3 separate regions of the Mus musculus genome follow, and regions 2 and 3 are each linked to region 1. The links are chromatin contacts, called in public HiChIP or PLAC-seq and Micro-C maps. All regions are on one chromosome and are shown on one strand. The core of a region is the stretch at or near the end of the contact, and the rest is flanking DNA. Distances in the headings are between cores, read along the strand shown. Region 1 has its middle 8.7 kb from the start of Gng2. Region 2 overlaps Nid2 (nidogen 2). Region 3 has its middle 35 kb from the start of Kcnk5.

Region 1 (3,051 bases), core at 486-2,985:
GCCTGTTTCACGACGTGTATACAATCAAAGGGAATCAACAAAGAAAATAGTTATCGGATAAATATATGTACACTGTGATACATTAAACCCTGCGAAGGAGAAGAAAAGGGTTCAGAGGGGCAGGGACACATGGTCTATTTTAAGTAAGAGGAATTTCAAAGGGTGCTGTCCATGCTGATTTTTTTTCTTTGATCTCTCTCTTCCCCCCACACCTTCTGATTCATTCCTAGTTTTCTTTGCTCTGTGTTCTGCCTACAGGATCTTCAAGATGGGTCTTTAGTCCTGACTCTTTATCGTCTCCTGCTCATACTCAGCTGTCTCCTCCTTGCACTGACTTAGCTGTGTGACTTTTAAGGGTAAGCCACAAAATGCTCTAGAGCCCCCAGCTTGGCCTCTCGAGTCAGCCATTTGGTGAGTCCCAGTGGCAGGTTGTGAGGGCACTCAAGGCTCTGTGGCGAGAGAAAGGCTCCCGGATCTCCTGTCAAGAGCCAGCAGCCACCTGAAGCCTTGTGAGCCACCTTGGGAGTGACTCTCCAATCAGGGCAAGCTTTCAAACAACTGACATCCTGACTATACTATAACAGGAGAAGGGGCCTGAAGCTACAAAGACTAGCTCCCAAATTCATGACTCACAGACACTGCAAGAAATGGTTAATGTTTATTGTTTCTAGCATCTGTGTGTTGGGGAGAAGTCGCTATGCGGTAACACTGTATGTGGCTCTTTCTGCCTCTGCTTTTCATCAGCGTTTGGCCAATGGGCTGCAAGTGAGGTCAGCATGTTCCTTACCACACTGCTTTGGTTCTGATTTCCTTCCACAAAAGCCACAAGTCCTCTGGACGTGCCTGCTGTTTCCAGGACTGCAGCTGTCTGTGCTCCTGCCACACCAGCTCCTTCAAGTCTGCATGTGACACTGGATCTTGCTGTGGTTCCCTTAACCCTCCACACACCATTGTGACCAGTCCCTTCCCTCTTGCAAAACTGCCTGCCTTTTGATTCCAGACTAGTTTAAACGAATGGTAGGGGAGGCTGTCTGCATAGATTACCGGGAGGAAGTGAGAGAAAGCCTTCTTTCTGTTTCTAGGGCACAGTGTTCAACAAGTGCTAACCCTGGGGTCAGCAGATGTTTTCAAGGAATACCAAAGGGAGAACATGGGGAAGGAATGCAGGAGAGAGCTGGGGAGTAGGGATGGGGAGGTGGTCGGGAGCCACATTTGAACGGGTTTTGTGGTGGATGGTGATTTAGTGAACACGGTGCACAGCAGTGGGGTGGCATGGGGTGGCGTGGGGAACAGGCTGATGGCCATGGCAGGGTCTGAGCTACCCGATAAGAGTGAAGGTTTTAAAAAGGGAAACTGCAACTACAATCAGAAGTTTCCCGCCCCTCCCCCACGGGTTTTTTGGCTTGTTGTTGTATGTGTTTGAGATGGGCTTTCTCTGTGTAACAGCCCTGGCAGTCTTGGAATGCTTTGTACAACAGGCTACCCTCAAAATCAGAAATCCCCCAGCCTCTGCCTCCCGAGGGCTGGGATCAAAGGCTTGGGCCACAACCTGGGCTACTTTTACTTTAGTTTAGAAAGCATGGCTCAGGATGACAGATAATACAGGCATGGAGGAGAGAGTCAGGGTATGTGTTCAAATAAAGGTTGTGAGAATTTGCTGGACAAGAGAGAAGGAGAGGAGGGGGATGAAAGGTTGAAAGTGAGTGATGGAGGCCAGAGCGGTGTGCAGAGATGAGAACAGAGGGGGAAGTGGAAGCGGAAGAGTGTGCAGAGAGGAGGAGAAAGCCAACAATTTCCTCATCTCAGCTGGTACAGGAAAAGAACAACCCGCTTTGTTTTTTTTAAAGGAAGACTTTATTTTACAAGAAAAGGGCTTTTACAGCCACACCAACGCTCTACTCCTATCTCTTGGCTTGTTCCCGTGTTGCCAATAAAAGACTTTTAAAAGCAAAGAGTGTTTCTTCCACTTTATTGTGTGACAGTCTTCCTCTAAAAGTCACACCAGTAAACCCAGAAGGGAAATCTGTGCCTGATGGGGGTTCAGACTCCTCTTTGTCACCAAACATCTATCTGCCAGTAAATAGATTCTGTCACATTTCCTCCTCGCTTCCTCGCTTGAAGACTCTAATGACCAGGCCTATAAAAAACACATCACAATACTTAGCCAAATCCACTTTGAATCTGAAAGCTGATTACTTTCAACTACTAACACGTGTGACAGGAAACAAGACCCTTCTGCTTTTCTCTGGCCAGCACCCAGAGCTCTGTTTGCACTGCAGCCATAAACTTAGAGCGGTACCACACCGAGGCAAAGTCTCCTCCTGCAACAGGGATACCTGCCTTTCCCGGCAGGCTGCGAGCTTCAGGCAGCCTGGGGTTAGAAAACTTCCTTTAGCTGACTTGACCTGTCAGAGCCCTGTGTCCTGTGCAGCAGAGGAGAAGGGGAAGTCCTCTGCTCTCTGTGGCATCTGCCACAGGCTCGGCACCTTCCGGCTGCATGATGCTGGCGCCAGCACAGGCCTGTCTCCATACCAGAGTTTGCGAGCTTCTTTTCTTTTTCTTTCTTCTCCTTTCTCTGCTTTTCTTTCCTTTTCCTTCTTCCCTTCCTTCCTTCCTTTTTCTTTCTTTTGGTTGCTGTTTTCAGAATGACCTTTGTCTAAAAAATTCTGAAAGCTTCTAACAAGGGACACAGCCCACTGTGATAAATGGTCTTTTCCCCCATCCCCCTCTGGTTACCATGGCAACGTCGGATGACTGATTTCCTGGTTGCCATGTAAATGCAGTGGGATTCCAGCCTGCTCTACCACACAAAGACGTCAGTAAGAAAAGCTAGGAAACAGAACAGAACGAAAAATCATATTCCAAAAGACAATTTCATTGCCAGTTGTCTTGCCTCACACAAAAGGCGAGGGAAAGAGCCAAATGTAGTTAGAAGTAGCGCTCCTCCCGAGGTGGGGAAATGTGTAGCTTCCCACATGGCTGGGAAGAATGGGAAAGAAAGGGGGAAATCCCGAGCAGTTGGCATGGCGACAGGAAGACAGATGCTTTTCT
Region 2 (3,156 bases), core at 101-2,600, 220 kb before region 1:
ACCAAACAGGGGCGGCCGGTGGGAGAGGGAGAGGTTCTGGATTTCAGGGACCCAGCGGAGCTTTTGGACCAGATGGGTACCAGAGCCCCAGCTCCTCCAGAGGCAGATGCAGCTCTCCTAACTCCAGTCAACGAAGACCTTGGGGGCAGAAACACCCAGTCCTATCCAGAGGCAGGGCCAGTGCCTTCAGAGCCAGATGTTCCTGTCCCTCCTCTGGAAGGAGAAGTCCTTCCTCATTACCCCGAGTCTGGTCACGTTCCGCCCCTGAGAGGAGGGAAGTATGTGATAGGACTGGAGGACCACGTGGGATCTAATGATCAAGGTAAGTGCATTGAACAACTTGGCATTTGGGATTTTGTTTAAAGAAAATGTAGCAGAGTTGACAAACTAGAAATGGTCAATCAACTGTGCTCATTTCTCTACTGGGCAGGCTGAGGCAGGCTGGGGCAGGCTGGGGCAGGCTGGGGCAGGCTGGGGCAGGCTGGGCAGGCTGAGGCAGGCTGGGGCAGGCTGGGGTAGGCTGGGGCAGACTCGGGTAGGCTGGGCAGGCTGAGGCAGGCTGGGGCAGGCTGGGGCAGGCTGGGGCAGGCTGGGCAGACTGGGGCAGGCTGGGCAGACTGGGGCAGGCTGGGGCAGACTCGGGTAGGCTGGGCAGGCTGAGGCAGGCTGGGGCAGGCTGGGCAGGCTGGGGCAGGCTGGGGCAGGCTGAGGCTGGAGGATTATCTAGGTTTAAGACTAGCATAGGCTATATAGAGAATTCCAGGCCAGCCTGGATTATAGAGTGAAACTTCTTCCAAAACAAAACAAAAAATACAGCTGTGGTTTTCTTCTGAGTGAATAGGTGAAAAGTTTAGCAAGCAGATTGGAACTGATTTTTCCTCCTTGTGTTTAAGGAGATAAATTCCCTTTGCCAAGTACATCTTGGCAGAAGAGTTCTTCTTGGAGCCTCCTGACCATTAATAATGTGTTCTAAAAAATTAGGCCTCATGGAGTGGGGAAAGAGCTGGGCCACTTGTGCCAGCTCTCCTCCCAAGTGTAATGAAATATTTCAGTTTGCAAGTTCAGGGAAGGTGAGCCATTTCGAGGCTTCGTAGGCATTGCAGGATGGAGGGCACAGCCATCTAGCTTTGGCTATGGTGAGTTCATTGTGCAGACTTAGGCAAACATGCTAAAGAGTCTGCAGGGGAAGATCATGGTAAACACCTCTGCCTGCTGTCATTTCTGATTCTCATCCTCACAGCTGTGGCCTTCACCTCCCCAGAACCTTATCCTCATTCCATGATGCACTGATCGTAGCCCGGGAATGCCCAGAGGGGACAGCTTTTCATCCACACTGATGGACTGGGAAACTGGCCCCAGCTTCGTCCCCCCAACCCCCCTCCCAGGGCCTGCTCACTGATCTCTGCCAGGAGGGAAGGGTCAGAGGTCACGGCTCTCTCCACAGTGTTTCAACTTTACAGTTTTTGTCAGTGTTTTGGCAAAAACATTAACCTAGCAAAGAGGACCTTCTGGTTCTGCTAGGACATTTCCTGAAGGTTCAGGAGTTAGTCAGAGAAATACTTCAGGAGGGAAGAAAACACTTTGTGTTTAACAGAGCAGAGTGTAATAGTTAGGGAAGGGACATTGGTGTCAAGATGAATCTTGGCCAAACTGAGACAACTTATTTCACCCCCAACCAAGTCTCTGATTTTCTATAAATGTATTGCCAGAATTTAATGTGAATTTATGTGACGTTCTGTGCACCTCCATTAGTCGGTTCTTTAAAAGAAAATAGCCGCTGTTGTTACTAATCTTTAGAGGACTTAAAATATGGGAAATGGGTTGGAGGATGGGTAGAGAGTGAAGAGCTAGGCTGGAAAACGAAAGAGCTGAAAACAAAAAGACTCATTAAAAAGCTTTTGACGCCTGGCTGCTTTTCGCCTTGATGAAGTCTGATGAAAGGTTGTTTCTGTAAAGTCAAAGACATGGACTTTTTTTTTTAAGGTTCTAGAACTTTCAGATCCTTCTAACAATCTCCAAAAATTTCAGTGCGGGTTCTTTCTATGTAAAGAGATTTAAAGGCATGAATCAAAGGTTTTCTCAATGAGATTTTGTGGTACAGATGTGTTTCTGAGCGGCCTTTTGTTGGGGGTTGTATTTTCCCAAGAACAGCGCACAGTTACTGAAAAGTGGATCTGTGTACAGTTGGCTGCAACCTGGGTAGCTGGATATAGCCCAGCAAAAACTGTAAACTCACTTGAAACATTCTGAGCTTTTTCTTTTATAACTCAGTCAGGGTTCTTGAAGCACGAACTTTGTAGATGACAATGTGTCACAGTGTCAAAGGTTGTGCATGGCTGTTTAAGAGCTCAGAAAAGCCTGAAGTGGGACTGACCACTGGGAACTGAGGGTAACGGCATAACTAACCCGGGAGGGGCTTGAACTGTGATATTTATCAGCTGCCAAATGTAGCCAATACTGACATCTAAATGCCAGAATGTTTCTGAAAAAGACATTCAGGGGGAGATTGCCTAACTGGAAGCTTTTAAGTCTCAGAGGAAAAAAAAAATACTGTTAGATTTTATTTAAATTATATTTTTGTGTGTTCATGTGTGCAAGTTCATGTGTGCAAAAAAAAGGGCGTTTGTGAGCTGTGTGAAGCACAGAAGCATGTAGTTGTTACTTATGCTCAGAGGAAACACTGCTGTCCCGGAGGTTTATCCAGTAGCTGTGGCCTTACTCTGGGGGTGACTGAGACCTGCACATGCCAGCTCAGAGTAGGAAGTCCCCAGCTTCCGGTGGAGGATGGCCTGAGCACCCACAGCTCTGCTGTGTAGTTTGAAGAGAGATCCTGTTAGAGCCTTATTTTCTGAAGAGAAAGCACCGATCCCAGGAAATGTTAGCTTCCCCTTTACGCGTGTACAGCTCACTCTGCTGAGTCCGGGAATTAGGAGTTTGTTAAAGGCTCAGAAAATTTCTCTTCTTTTTTTTTTTTTTTTTTTTTTTCATTTTATCTGTATAGCCCTGGCTGTCCTGGAACTCACTCTGTAGACCAGGCTGGCCTCGAACTCAGAAATCCACCTGCCTCTGCCTCCCAAGAGCCTGGGATTAAAGGCGTGCGCCACCACTGCCTGGCCTTCTATTCTTTTTAGTATTGTTTTCATTAGGGGGTGCGTG
Region 3 (3,162 bases), core at 300-2,799, 230 kb after region 1:
AGGGTGAGGAGGCTAGACTCGGGAGGCTAATGGGAGAGGGGTTCCATCCATGATGGCTTTCCTATACTGTTGCTGTGGGGTCACTCGGGAACCTGTCAGTCATCCCTCACCCAGTTCACTTGCAGGTTCCCAGGAGAGAACGGACCTTGTAAGGAGATGGCTGGTGTTGTTTGCCTCTCCCTGGGGAAGGGATTCTCCCCAGACACCCCGCCTAGCACCATTTGCACCTTGAAGGTTGTTCTGTCAGTACAAAAAGATTTCTCCCTACCCTTGTTTGCTTTTCTGCTGCCGTGATAAATACTATGACCAAAAGCAACCCAGGGAGGACAGGTTTATATCATCTTACAGCTTGAAGGGAAGTCAGGACAGGAACTCAGGGAGGAACCTGGGGGCAGAAACTAAAGCAGAAGCCACGGGAAACGCTGCCTACGGGCTTGCATCCTGTGGCTGGCTCAGCCTGCTTGTTCATTACCATCAAGAACTCCTTGCCTAGGGCTGGCAGCACTCACAGTTGGTGGGGCCTTTCCATATCTATATTCATCAAGAAAATGCCCACAGAGTTGCCGACAGGCCAGTGTTACAGAGGCATTTTCTCAATTGAGATTATCCTCTTCCCAGATATGTTTGTGTCAAGTTGACAAAAACAACCAGCACAACACCCCGGTACCACCTGTCCAGGGGTGGCACTGCCCATAGTGGGCTGGACCCTCCCACAAGAAACCATCCCCACAGATTTGCCTACAGGCCAATCTGATGGCAATCCCTCAGCTGACAGTCTTTCTTCCTAGATGACTCTACCTTGGTTTTTTTTGGTTTGGTTTGGTTTGGTTTGGTTTTTGGTTTTTCAAGACAGGGTTTCTCTGTATAGCCCTGGCTGTCCTGGAACTCACTTTGTAGACCAGGCTGGCCTCGAACTCAGAAATCCACCTGCCTCTGCCTCCCTAGTGCTGGGATTAAAAGTGTGCGCCACCATGCCCAGCATGACTCTACTTTGTATCAAATTGACAAACAAACAAACCTCACAAAAGACAAATGCTAACAAGTACTGCCCCATTCTTTTACATAGCTGCAGGGTCCTGTTGTTTAAATACAGCATCATTTCCAACTAGTCCCTACTGGTGGGCATTTAAGTTGTAACCAACTATTGTAGGCTTCTGTAAACAGCCTACAGGTGCCATTTTGCACGTCTAAGGTCTGTAGGATAAATTTGTCTCAGGACACCTCAGGCTCGTGGGTCTTAGACATTGGTTCTGTTTGTGTGTTTGCTTCCGGTGTGGCTGACTCATTGTTTTCTGTGTGTCTGGGATGTTCTTGGCCTTTATGGCTCAGTTCTTAAGACGGGACCGTGAGATGAGGTGGCTTGGGACAGTGGGGGCCCTTGGAGGAGCCTCTGATGGGAAATGACAAAGTGCTGGGCTGTGAGTGGGTTGGTAGTGGAAAGGGATGGGGTGAGACACCGCACACTCAGAAGTCTGAAAGGAGTCAGCCAAGACCTAGGCCTGATTCAATCAACCTGGACCAGAATGAGGGTGGGGCTCCTCTCTGGAGGCATCTCACTTTTCCACTGCCTAGAGTGATTCAGAGCAGGACAGACCCCCACCCCATCCCCACCCCCAGGGTGGGCTTTGCCAGCCTGGCCTGGGGGAAGCTTCTGCCCGGTTTCTGTGGAGTGGGACAGAACTGTGTGTGGGATGACTACCCACTGTCCAGTTTAAAACCGAGTCTACACCTACACTTCCTTTTAGTGTGTGTGTGTGTGTGTGTGTGTGTGGTGAGCACATGTATATACATGCACGTGCCAGAGAGCACAGATAGAGATCTGAGGAGCAACCTTGAGTATTAGTGTTGAGGTTAGGTCTGTTGCTACATATTGTAATGCTAATTCTGTACCAAAAGGTCTAGGCCTCGGAGTGAATTCTCTCAGTTACAGACTTTTGTTGTGCAGATCTTGTTCCTTGTTTAAAAAAAAAAAACTATTAAAAAAATAATTGGCTACAGACAATGACTGGAAGGATTAGAGGTAAGTGGGTTTTGAGTTACAAGGTTGGGGGTAGAGAAGAGAAAGCAGAGACCAGGAGGAGAAGGAAGAACAAAAAAAAAAAAAAAGAGGAAGCCATCATGAGAGGAGATGGACCATGAGCCTGTGGCCAGGAGAAACAGCAAGTATCTGGGGTACACTGCTGGGGAGGCAGCCAGGTCAGCAGTTAGAAAAGTACCTTAGGGGTTACTCCCCAGTAATTATCAAAGCCAAATAAAACAAATCAGAGCCTGGGTCTTACTTATCTGTCACCTAGTTGAGGATAAGTTTAAATTGGTTGTACTACATGTTAGTCCTCATCTTCCAACTTGTTGGCTTTTATTGATTTATGTACTCATTTAGGTATTTATTCATATATTTATTTATCTATTTATTTTTGTTTAAAATATTTTTAATTGAAAATAGTTTATTCTATACAATATTGTTTAATTATGGTTTTCTCTCCCTCAACTCCTCCCAGTTCTTCCCCACCTCCCCCCATCCAGATTGACCTCTTTTCTGTCTCTCCTTAGAAAACTGGGAGGTAGGCATGGCGACACAAGCCATCTCAAAGATCCATAGAGTGAGCTCCAGGACAGTCAGAGCTACACAAAGGAACCCCAAAATAAACACAGAAGAGAAAATAAAATTAGCAGGCATCTAAGGGGTTGTAGTATAATAGTATGTAATGTAATAATATGATAAAAAGAAAAAACAAGCCAGTTGAAATAGAAAGAAACAAACAGAAGGAAAAGGGCCAAAGAAAAATCACAAGAAACACATAGACACAGAGGCACACACAGCCACACCCATGGGAATTGTATAAAAACACAACACCAGAAGTCACAATATATACTCAAAGGGCCTGTAAGGTTTAAAAGGAAAAAGAAAAAAAAAAAAAAAAAAGCCTTGACAACATTCTCAGACACAGAACTCCCGAAGATGCTCTTGAGTTCGTTTTCTTGTTGGCCATCTACATCTGGGCATGTGCCCTACCTATCCTCAAAAGCAGTGTTTAGATCCAGATATCCACCAACAAATGAATAGATTTAAAAAAAAGTGCATTTACATAAAGAAAGTTTACTAAGCTGTTAAAAACAAATGAAAATATGAAATTTGCAGGTAAATGGATGGAACTAGAAAAA

Evidence for each region. Hi-C and Micro-C count contacts between places; a contact is called where the count stands out from the background. HiChIP or PLAC-seq counts read pairs in DNA pulled down with a chosen protein or histone mark.
Region 2: a contact with region 1 is called in an H3K27ac HiChIP or PLAC-seq map of embryonic stem cells, with 2.0 times the contacts expected there. The contact joins two enhancer-like sites. A contact is called at or near these places in 2 of 39 promoter capture datasets (cranial neural crest and maxillary cranial neural crest), 2 of 484 Hi-C or Micro-C datasets (both in the G1E-ER4 cell line) and 5 of 115 datasets of contacts at active chromatin or transcription factors (embryonic stem cells and microglia).
Region 3: a Micro-C map of embryonic stem cells shows a contact between it and region 1, with 3 times the contacts expected there. The contact joins two enhancer-like sites. A contact is called at or near these places in 1 of 39 promoter capture datasets (maxillary cranial neural crest), 1 of 484 Hi-C or Micro-C datasets (embryonic stem cells) and 3 of 115 datasets of contacts at active chromatin or transcription factors (astrocytes and embryonic stem cells).

Annotation. Positions count from the first base shown.
Region 1 is chr14:19,984,471-19,987,521 of GRCm38.p6, forward strand. No RefSeq gene overlaps it. Among named protein-coding and RNA genes, the nearest start is that of Gng2, 8.7 kb to the left of the region's middle. RefSeq lists an enhancer at 1-3,051. Within about 2 kb of position 1,736, at least 311 of the 459 cell types and tissues checked have an H3K27ac peak or open chromatin away from gene starts, as enhancers often do. A contact at or near this core is called in embryonic stem cells, where this site is marked.
Region 2 is chr14:19,768,616-19,771,771 of GRCm38.p6, forward strand. It overlaps Nid2 (nidogen 2), which reads left to right. Exons shown (of 21, transcript NM_008695.2): 4 at 1-322. Among named protein-coding and RNA genes, the nearest start is that of Nid2, 19 kb to the left of the region's middle. Within about 2 kb of position 1,351, at least 48 of the 459 cell types and tissues checked have an H3K27ac peak or open chromatin away from gene starts, as enhancers often do. A contact at or near this core is called in embryonic stem cells, where this site is marked.
Region 3 is chr14:20,215,587-20,218,748 of GRCm38.p6, forward strand. No RefSeq gene overlaps it. Among named protein-coding and RNA genes, the nearest start is that of Kcnk5, 35 kb to the left of the region's middle. Within about 2 kb of position 1,550, at least 32 of the 459 cell types and tissues checked have an H3K27ac peak or open chromatin away from gene starts, as enhancers often do. A contact at or near this core is called in embryonic stem cells, where this site is marked.